2 separate regions of the Cricetulus griseus genome follow, and region 1 is linked to region 2. The links are chromatin contacts, called in public Hi-C maps. All regions are on one chromosome and are shown on one strand. The core of a region is the stretch at or near the end of the contact, and the rest is flanking DNA. Distances in the headings are between cores, read along the strand shown.

Evidence for each region. A called contact is a pair of places that touch in the nucleus more often than the background predicts.
Region 1: a Hi-C map of the CHK-Q cell line shows a contact between it and region 2, with 4 times the contacts expected there. The contact joins the enhancer-like site here to the promoter of Shb in region 2. A contact is called at or near these places in 5 of 8 Hi-C or Micro-C datasets (the CHK-Q cell line, the CHL-YN cell line, the CHO-K1 cell line and 2 more).

What each region holds. Positions count from the first base shown.
Region 1 is chr2:98,040,247-98,045,018 of CriGri-PICRH-1.0, reverse strand. No RefSeq gene overlaps it. Among named protein-coding and RNA genes, the nearest start is that of Dcaf10, 69 kb to the left of the region's middle. Within about 2 kb of position 3,433, at least 1 of the 6 cell types and tissues checked has open chromatin away from gene starts, as enhancers often do.
Region 2 is chr2:97,914,430-97,918,926 of CriGri-PICRH-1.0, reverse strand. Shb (SH2 domain-containing adapter protein B) reads right to left here and starts at 1,396. Exons shown (of 6, transcript XM_027403172.2): 1 at 144-1,396. The coding sequence starts at 848.

The DNA of each region.
Region 1 (4,772 bases), core at 2,184-4,683, 120 kb before region 2:
ACCTCCTCCTCTCAGAGACTAGGCCTCCCTGAGTCAGCAAACAGGCATGTCAATCATTTAGTGTTGCAAAGCATCCAAATACAGAGTTAACCTAGACAACCACTCAATCGAGTTTCTAAGGAAAAAAATTACAAAACACTTCTTTTTTTTTCAGTAGATTTACTTTAATGTTAGTTCATGTGTATAGGTGTCCAGGAAGGCCAGAATAGGGATTCAGGCCCCTTTTTGCAGGAATTACAGACAGCTGTGAGTGGTCCTCTGTAAGAGCAGTTCATGTTCTTGTCGCGAGAAAAAAAAAAAAAAAGTAAAGAAGCCAGGCAGGGATTCAGTGTGTTCATAAGCATAAATCATTAATTTCAGTTTCTAATGTGAATGTTATTCTCCTGTGGGGGAAAAAATAAAGAAAAGGGAAAGATTGAAATTAAACATATAGTTAGGATGTAACTGATTCAAAAGAGTGAAAATCCCAAATCATCAGAACGTCTGGAGAGCAGCCAGCATGTTCCCATTGTGCTATAGGACCCACTACAGACCTCTAGTGTCTGGTCAGGAGCCTCCGGGAACTTTACTCACTGTTCTTGCCTATCTGTTAAAGATCAAAAATCCCTGATTTTAAATTCAGAATTCATCATAAGGCTAGATTTCCATTTCAGCCCCCATTCTTCACTCTTCTTTCTTCTGTTCAGATCCTCAAGCTGTCTGCATCCCTGCAGCCTCCACAAGAAACTATCAGACATGTAGCCCAGGTGTTTTCACGCCACTCCTCAGCTTAGGAGTCTTCCCAGTCAATCCACACTCCTTACTTAACTTGGCATACAGGACAGTCCACCATCTGGTTCCTCTGCCTTGCCACTGATCTTATTCCTAGGATGTCGCCCTATGCAATTTCCCATGGTTTGCAAATCCCTGTGTTCTACAAACTTGTTTGTCTTTGTCACTGAAAGGTTCAGGCTTTAATGCTGTTCGGCAATATCTCTTTAAGAGACAGACCCCCCCCCCCTCCACCCCCGACAACAGTCAGGGCACGCACAGGAAAACATACTACGTCATCGTCATGTCACCCTCCACACCTTATGGCCTGTGTGAGGACTCTGGGCATGCGTGGAACCTCAGTGCTCATGCACAGTCTTCCCTTTAAAAGTCCCAATTTCCCTGCTGCTCGCTCTTTACACTCTTGCTCTCTCTCTTTCTGCTTTTGCTTCACTCTCTCTTCTCCCACCTACGCGATCTCTCTGCCTCTCTATGGTGACCGGCCATGGTGGTCAGCCATTACCCCTGTTCCTCTTTTCTCTTAGTCTCCCTACTCTGCCAGGTCCTTATAATAAACTAGTCAACATGTTTCATCATCTGCCTCTTTTCCTCTTTTTCTTCAAAAACATAACAGTCACCATCAAAGTTTCTCCAAACATGATAGCTTGGCAAGGGCCTATTGCCTGCTCCACTGGTGGCTTTCCCTGATCACCTTAGGCCTCTTGTCTGCCACTTCCCAAACACAGAGAGGTCAGATGTTAATGGTCACTCATAAAGGTGTCTCTTTCCCACAGCCAAATCACAAGGACTGAACTTTCTGATGCCAAAGGGGAGACTATGTTTGCCAAAATAAAATGGTGGTATAGAGCAGAGGTTTTAGAGGTATAGAGCCTCTAAGGGACTGGAGGCTAACTTGGTGGAAGCATGCTTGCCCCAGCATATTTAGAATCTGGGTCTTGGGGGAAAAGGTATGTTGTCAGTAGATTTTTCTGTCCCACCAGTCAGCTCCCAAATAAACAACACAGAGACATTCTAAGAAAGCTTGGCTTAGGCTTGTTCCTAACTAGCTCTTAGAACTTAAATTAACCCATTTCTATTAATTTACTTTCTGCCTTGTGGCTTTATTACTTCATCTCTGTAGTGCCCATCCTGCTAGCTGTGTCTCATGGCATCTCTACCCTTCCTGGAGTTCTCTCTGCCCTGAAAATCCTCCCTAGCTATTGGCTATTCGGCTTTTTATTAAACTAGTCAGAGTGACACATATTTAGTGTACAACAAGATTATTCCACAACAGGATCTGGGGATGTTGCTGGGGGCTCTGTGTTTTAAGCACTCTGCCTGCTGCCCCCCATGCTTTCTAAGAATCTGCCATGTGCCCCCACGGTCCATCAGTACAATTTTGTTGTTGTTTTTTTTGTTTTTTTTGTTTTTGTTTTTTCAAGACAGGGTTTCTCTGTGGCTTTGGAACCTATCCTGGCACTCGCTCTTGTAGACCAGGCTGGCCTTGAACTCACAGAGATCCACCTGCCTTTGCCTCCCGAGTGCTGGGATTAAAGGCGTGAGCCACCAACGCCCGGCCCATCAGTACAATTTAACAACTAGCTTTATCAGCAAAGTCTCAACTACTATCAGTAGCTCTGCCCAGATAAGGTCACCTCTGGTCATCCTCTAACAGGGGTCAGTGACCTTCCTTTCTGTTCTGCTCTTTCCCAGGCTTCTACAATCATCTGGGCCTGTCACTGCCACTCCCCTTCACACCCCCAGGCTCTGTCCCTACGTCTGACTCCTTCCCTGGACTGGGAAACATGCACAGTTTGTTCCCTGTAGCTTCAGTTCCAGCAGCCTCCTTGTCCCTGCTGTCTGTCACCTGATGTCACTACTACATAGCCCTCTGTGCTGGCAGCCCTTCCCCCGAAGCTGCATGTCCCAGCCTCTAAGTCTGCTTGTCCAAATGCCTGGGGTGTCAGCTCTGAGACTGGTCCTCATCTTGGTTCACTTTCAACTTTTTTTTTTTTTTTCCTTTGAAGAGCTGGAGCTGGAGCCCAGGGCCTTGTATAAGACAGGCAAGTGTTCTCCCCTCTGAGCTACACCCAGGTCCCTAGGCTCCTTTCTAAGCCTGCTTGCACCAAACCACTTACCTATATCTGTAAACAGAGATCAAGGTTAACTGAAGCTAGCCAGTGAGATTGTTCTGTTTATTCATTCACTTATTTCCATTTGGATAGGACCCCACCAAAGCAGAGATTTTTTTTTCAACTGTGCACATTAGACATCTCTTGGAAAAAAAAAAAAAAAAAAGAGCTGGGATCCACATGGGGGTTACGCCTTTAATCCCAGCACTTGGAGGCAGAGGCAGGTGGATCTCTGTGAGTTCAAGGCCAGCCTGGTCTCTGGTCTACACAGTGAGTCCCTGGACAGCCAGGGCTATACAGAGAAACCCTGTCTTGAAAATAAAAACAAACAAAAAACAAGAGCTGGGGCGTAGCCCAGTTGTAGATCATTGGTTTAGTATGTGCTTAGTGCTTAACCCTGGGTACCAACCCCTACATGGAGATTCAAATTTAACTAGTCTGTGGTGATGTTAAGCTCAGAATCACCTGAACTTGGCAAGCACCACAGACACTTGGCCTTGACGTCAGTGAGATCTCCAAGCAATGTGGCCTTTGGAAGCAGGTTGGTATTTAACAGGCTTGGGTGGCTGAGTGCACAGTACAAGCTAAAGGTACTGACTGGGAATCTAGTTCTGGAGGCATGGCCAGACAGTTCTTCCCCAAAGAGATTGCGGAGCTGAGGCAGGGTGATACAAACTCACTCACGGTCAGCCTGGACTACAGATCAAATTCAAGGTTAGCTAAGCAAATAGACACACACAAACAGAGCTTCCCAGTTCGAAGGCCAATGTGCTCCTAGAACAAATTTTTATGGGAAAGCCCGTATCTGATACCTATCTCTGATTACTCTCAGGTAATTTGGGGAAAACAATAGCTCCAATTTGACATCCTGACCTATGATAATGACTGGGGGTCCTGAAGGAAACAGGAATGTGTGTGTGAATGAGCTCCCAACCCACATGAGGAGGCATGAGACATTATTTGAGGTGGGTGCTACCAAGTGAGGAGAGTAATAGCATCAGAAGAAGCTATACCAACTGCAGTCAGGGAAGGCTACCTGGAAGAGGGAGTCACAAAAGACAGCCAGGACTAAAGCAAGGTGGCCTTAGGAAAAGCGTGGCTTTGGAAGAAGGGTTCAAGGAGGAGACAGCAAGCTGCCACTTCTAGATGATCTTGTTCTGTCCTTCAGGGTTGCTTTTCTCTCAGGCTTACTTAAGTACCATGCTTAGTCCCAGAAAGTTTGGTGACCTCTGAGTAGGACCAGAAAACAACCTCATTTGGTATCTGAGTGACACATACTTGTGAAATACGAACACATTTTTATCTAGTAAGAGGCTGGTCAATACAACCACAAACATTTGCTTTGAGAAATCTCAAATACTTTGAGATTTCTAAGCAGTTGCACAACGGTTATTCCCTCTGATTGTCACATGTTTTGTGTGCTCAGAGAAATCCCTTTACCTGTTTTTACCTAGCAGAGGTGACATGGGGCTGTATCACCTCCATGGCCTGGGGATGGGAGTCACCGAGGTGCACTTTGCTAGCAGTAGCTGATGCCTCACACTTCTCTGGCATTGTATAAGGCCCAGGCAAAGATAAGCTCAGGGGCAAACTGCCCTTTACCTACCCCAGAGAACTATCCCCAGGGGAGCTTGTGGTTCCTGAGGCCAACCTCAGATCTGAATGGAAATTGCCAAGGGCCCAGGGATTTGTAGCATTACAAGAACCACATGTGGAAGTTATGACCAGGCAAGCTGGGAATACTGAACTAGACAAGCCTTCAGTGAGATCAGACAGCTGGGACCTGAGGACCTCCTAAATGTGTTGCCAGGCGAAGCCTTTGCATCTCCAGCTGCACATGCAGGGTCCTGTCTGAATGAAAAAAAAAAAAAAAAAAAAAAAATAAAAGGA
Region 2 (4,497 bases), core at 147-2,646:
TTTGGGGAGCAGAAGCCAAAGACAGAGTCCAGAAGGCGCGCCGCAGCCTAGACTCCAGAGTGCCAGAGCAAAGTTGACTGGCAGCGCCGGTTAACGTGGCTGTGCCTCAGTTTCCCATGCGCACCAGTAGCTTTGGGTCTTACCTTGTCTTTCTGGGCAGCTCCGGTCTCCTCGGCGGCGCACTTGTTGAGCAGCTTTTTGCCCCCGCAGGTCGTAGGGCTCCAGGTGCGGCCGCCCGAACACACGCTTCCCGGGGGATCCCCCGCAGCACCCGCACTCTCCACTTTGATGAGCCGGTGCTTAGGGGAGATGTAGCGCACCTCGGCTGGCGTGGCGGGCCGCCGCTCGCTGCTGCTGCGGTAGAGGTGCGGGGAGCCGGAGGATGAGGACGAGGACGCGGCGGCCCCCGCCCCCGACGACGCGCAGCAGCAACCCGCAGCGCCAGCCGCCGCCGAGAAAGCGCGCTGGCTCCCGCCGGGCTCCCCGCCACCGCCGCCGCCGCCGCCGCAATAGTCCAGGCGGCACATGGCACGCAGTTTGCGAAGCGACGAGCCCGGCCCGTTGTACGGGTCCTCGAAGTCGCGCTCCTTCTGCGCGCGGTAGGCGCGGATGAGGTCACTCGTGCTGCCGCTGTCGTCGGGCAGCGAGCCCGACGAGGCCGAGAAGCAGGCGGCGGCCGACCCACAGGACGCCGAGGAAGCCGAGCAGGCCTGCGGCACGGCCTGCGGGGGCTGCTCGCGCCGCTCGCCCCGGCGCCGCTGCTCGCGGTAGTCGGGCCTCGGCGGCTGCGGCGGACTCTTGGTCTTGCTGTTGCCCAAGCTGAAGTACTTGTTCAGCCACTTGGCCATGGCGAGAGGCCGCCTAGGGCCGCGGCGCGCGAGCCCCGTCCGCCGCCGAGGCCATTCGGGGGGCAGCGCTGCCGCCCAGTCCCGCAACGCCCCGGCCCCGGTGGGGGGCGTGCGGGGTACCGGTCGCCAAGTTCAAGTTCTCGCAGCCGCCGCCTCCTGCTGGCCGCCACCAGGCTCCTGCTGCTGCCGCACAGCCCTCCGCCCGCGCTGCGCGCCGCCCGAGCTTCGGATCTCGCGCCCGTTACGGGCGCGTCTCATAGGGGCCCCCGGCCTCAAAGAGCGGAAGGCCGGGCGCCCCCCGCCGCTCACACCCGCACCGAGCGCGCCCCTCGGCGGAGCGCGCCCCTGCCCCGTGCGAGCCGCGGTCGGCTGCGGGCTTCTCCAGTACGCCGAGGCAAGCCCGGCCCCGCCGCGGGTCGGAGAGCAAGCGAACGACGGAGGGAGGCGGCCCGTGCCCGGCGGAGCCCGCGCGCCCCTGCCCCCCGGCGGCGCCTGCCGCTACCGCTGCCGCTGCCTCTGCCGCCGCCTCCCGAGCCGCCGCGTGTGTGACACTCGGCCGCCAGAGCCCGCCCTGCGCCGCGGCCCTGCCCTGTAGGCCCCGCCCCTTCCACCAAGTCCCCGCCCCCCGCGTGCGACCGGGAACCTCCCCCCTGCAACACGAGCCACCTCCCGCGGCCGCCTGGGCGCCAGCCCCGGGGTCGTGCAGAAGGGCTTTCTCGTCCTGCTGCGGGGCCAGCTCTGCCTCCCTCCGACTGACACTGCGACGCTCGGAGTCCAAAACTGTGTGCTCAGTTCCCGGGGGCCCGTGCGTCGTGCACCCCTGGAATAGATGACCACCGTCCGGGTAGTTGGATGGGTAGACTTAACACACGACCTCTCTAGTTGATCAAGAGGATGGTGCGGAGGAGATGCCCTCAACGAGAGAGTACGGGTCCCTTTTCTCTTTAAAGGGACAGAGACTCCGGTTCAGGTTTTCCGGTGCCAGGTCTTGGAAAGATTCTTTATGCTAATGATTGTATTAGCAATCCAGATGACGGATGCGGACGCGATAGGCGGCTGGGACCCGGCGGGGCACCAATCCCGGAGCAAGGCTAAGGGGAGGTCGAAATGTTTACTTACCTTTTCACCTTGGAGGAAGTGGGGCTTTAACCCTATTCACTGCCAACCTAGTGGAACCAGCTATGTAAACATTTAATGCTTAAGGTAGTAGGAACTGGTGAGGCTCTATTTAATCCAGGGACGATTTTACAGATGGAGAAACTGAGGCCCGACGTAGATCACACGAGTAGATTTGAGTATCAGCCCTAGGATCTGGTAGCTCCGTTATGATGTGACTTAAAACAATGTGGTTATTACCCAACTGTGAGGAACCGAGACCAAAGTGGGGTAGCTTTTCTTAGAGTCTACGCTCTTGGTCCTTGTCAAGACCAAGAATCTTGCCTGGAAATAAGGCACCTGCCTTCTAGACCTTAATTCTATTTGGAATATGGCTAGGCACCCCTCCTCCCACCACCACCCAATATAGCTTAAGGCTAAGATGTGAGTACCTGGGGAGCTGAGATATTTCATATGAATGCTGATTTGCCAGAGTAGAAAGTGTATCCATTCTCCATCTTCATCTGTATATTATGAGTTTGGCACACTGTTTGGCCTGTGTCCTGTAGGAGTAGTAACCTATTAAAGCAGGCAGCAGATCCAACAATGTGCTGGAGCTAGAAGTCAGGCTCTCATCCTGAAACTTTAGAACCCGATGGGCCACAGTGTCATCTCTTCCAAGCTCTCCCTGTGACCTACACAGACTCAGGCCTGAGACCCCCCTCCCCTCTCTATTTGCCTTTCTCATTCCCTATGGCTACTTGAATTTTCCAAACCCAACTATGTTACCTACACCCCAACAATCTCAGATAAAATGACCACTTCTTTCCTGCGGGGCTATCCCTAGGAAATAGGCCTAAAGTGTGCACACACCACAAGGTTGCATGTGTGGTGTCTGCAGCACAGGGAGAGGTCCCAGAAGTTGATGCTAAGATGTTTATTTTGGGTATCCCTAGACTTGAATGTCTCAAATTACCCTTTAAATCCTCACTCTGCAACATAAGCACTTAATCATCCTGCATGGAGAGAGGCCCCAATTAAAAAAAAAAAAAAAAAAAAAAAAACCTGAAAGGCCAGGACATCCTCATTTTAAGCCCCGCCTCCATTGCTCTCTCCCTTCAGCTTCTAGCTCATCAGGAAGGAAAAGAGGCCAGATCCTGGCAGTAGGCCAGGCCACCTGGGCCAAGAAAGTCCTCCCCAGGATCTGGACGCCTGTTGCCTGTTTGCTGTTCCCTGCATGTGGTGGGCTGCACGTGGAAACATTATCTTTGCTTTTCTGAAGGTTTAGGAGGAGAAGTTGTATTTCACAACTTATTTTTTACATTCTGCTTTTAGCTAGCCATGGAGTCAGAGATGCTTTCCCCTGTAATGCCTCTTATGGGCTATAATTTGCAAACCAGAATTATTGTAATGCTATAGTATTATCCAAGATCTTCCAGAGTCTCTGTGTAACTGCCCAGCCCCTAAACACTGTATATAATTAACCCCAGTCACTACCCCTGCAATCTGATGTTATTCCTGGTTTACAGATGGGGTGGCTAGCCTAAAGTGGTATTTACTTGATACAAGCAAAAAGTCTATGGGTGTTTTCCTTGGGAATGTATATAGACACACCTTCAGAGACAAAGTCAGAAATAATAATTCTCAAACAAGAAAATATTAACAAAGACAGTAGACATGCATCATGGCCAGATGCTAGTAGGAAGATCACCAGATCACCAAGGAAATGAACACATTCTCTTTTCAGTTACAGCAACATGGTTTTCAGAAACCAATGACACAGAGAAACTGAGTCAATTGATGACCACTCTCTTGACACCACAAACCCAACCCTATATAATGTTGTAAACAAAGTACATGCATCTCTCTTGGCTCTTTTTTTTTTCCCTCCAGGTACCAGAGATTAAACACAAAACTTTACACTTGCTAGGTGAGGGCTCTACTACCAAGCTATACTCCTAACCCTTGGTTTGGCATGTGTGCTGTTTATGTCCCTCCTCCCTACCCTGCCTCAATTTTCTTATGGGGGGGGAATTAGATAGCTATGTTTCTGTTTCTTGTAGGCAGAAGTTTCTGTTCCTGAAGCCCCTCCCAAGTAACCACACAGAGGTTTAATAGTAATTATAAACGCTCAGTCAATAGCTCAGGCTTGTTACTAGCTAACTATTACACTTAAATTAGCCCATATTTCTTGTCTATGCTTTGCCATGTGACTTGGTACCTTGTCTCAGTACTGCATGCCCATTTTGCTTCTCTCTGTGTCTGCTCACCACTCCTCCGACTCTGTCCTTCTTCTTCTCAGCATGCTCAGTTTGGCTCACCCAACTAACCATATTCCATTCAGGTATTGGCCAGTCAGTCTCTTATTAAACCAATCACAGGACATATTTTCACACAGTATAAAGGAATATTCCACAACATTTCCCCTTTCTGTCTAAATAAAAAGGGAAGATTTTAACTTTAACATAGTAAAATTGTATACAACAAAACAGTTCAAGTAAGAATTATAGTAACAGCCAGGCGGTGGTGGCACATAGGTTTAATAATCCCAGCA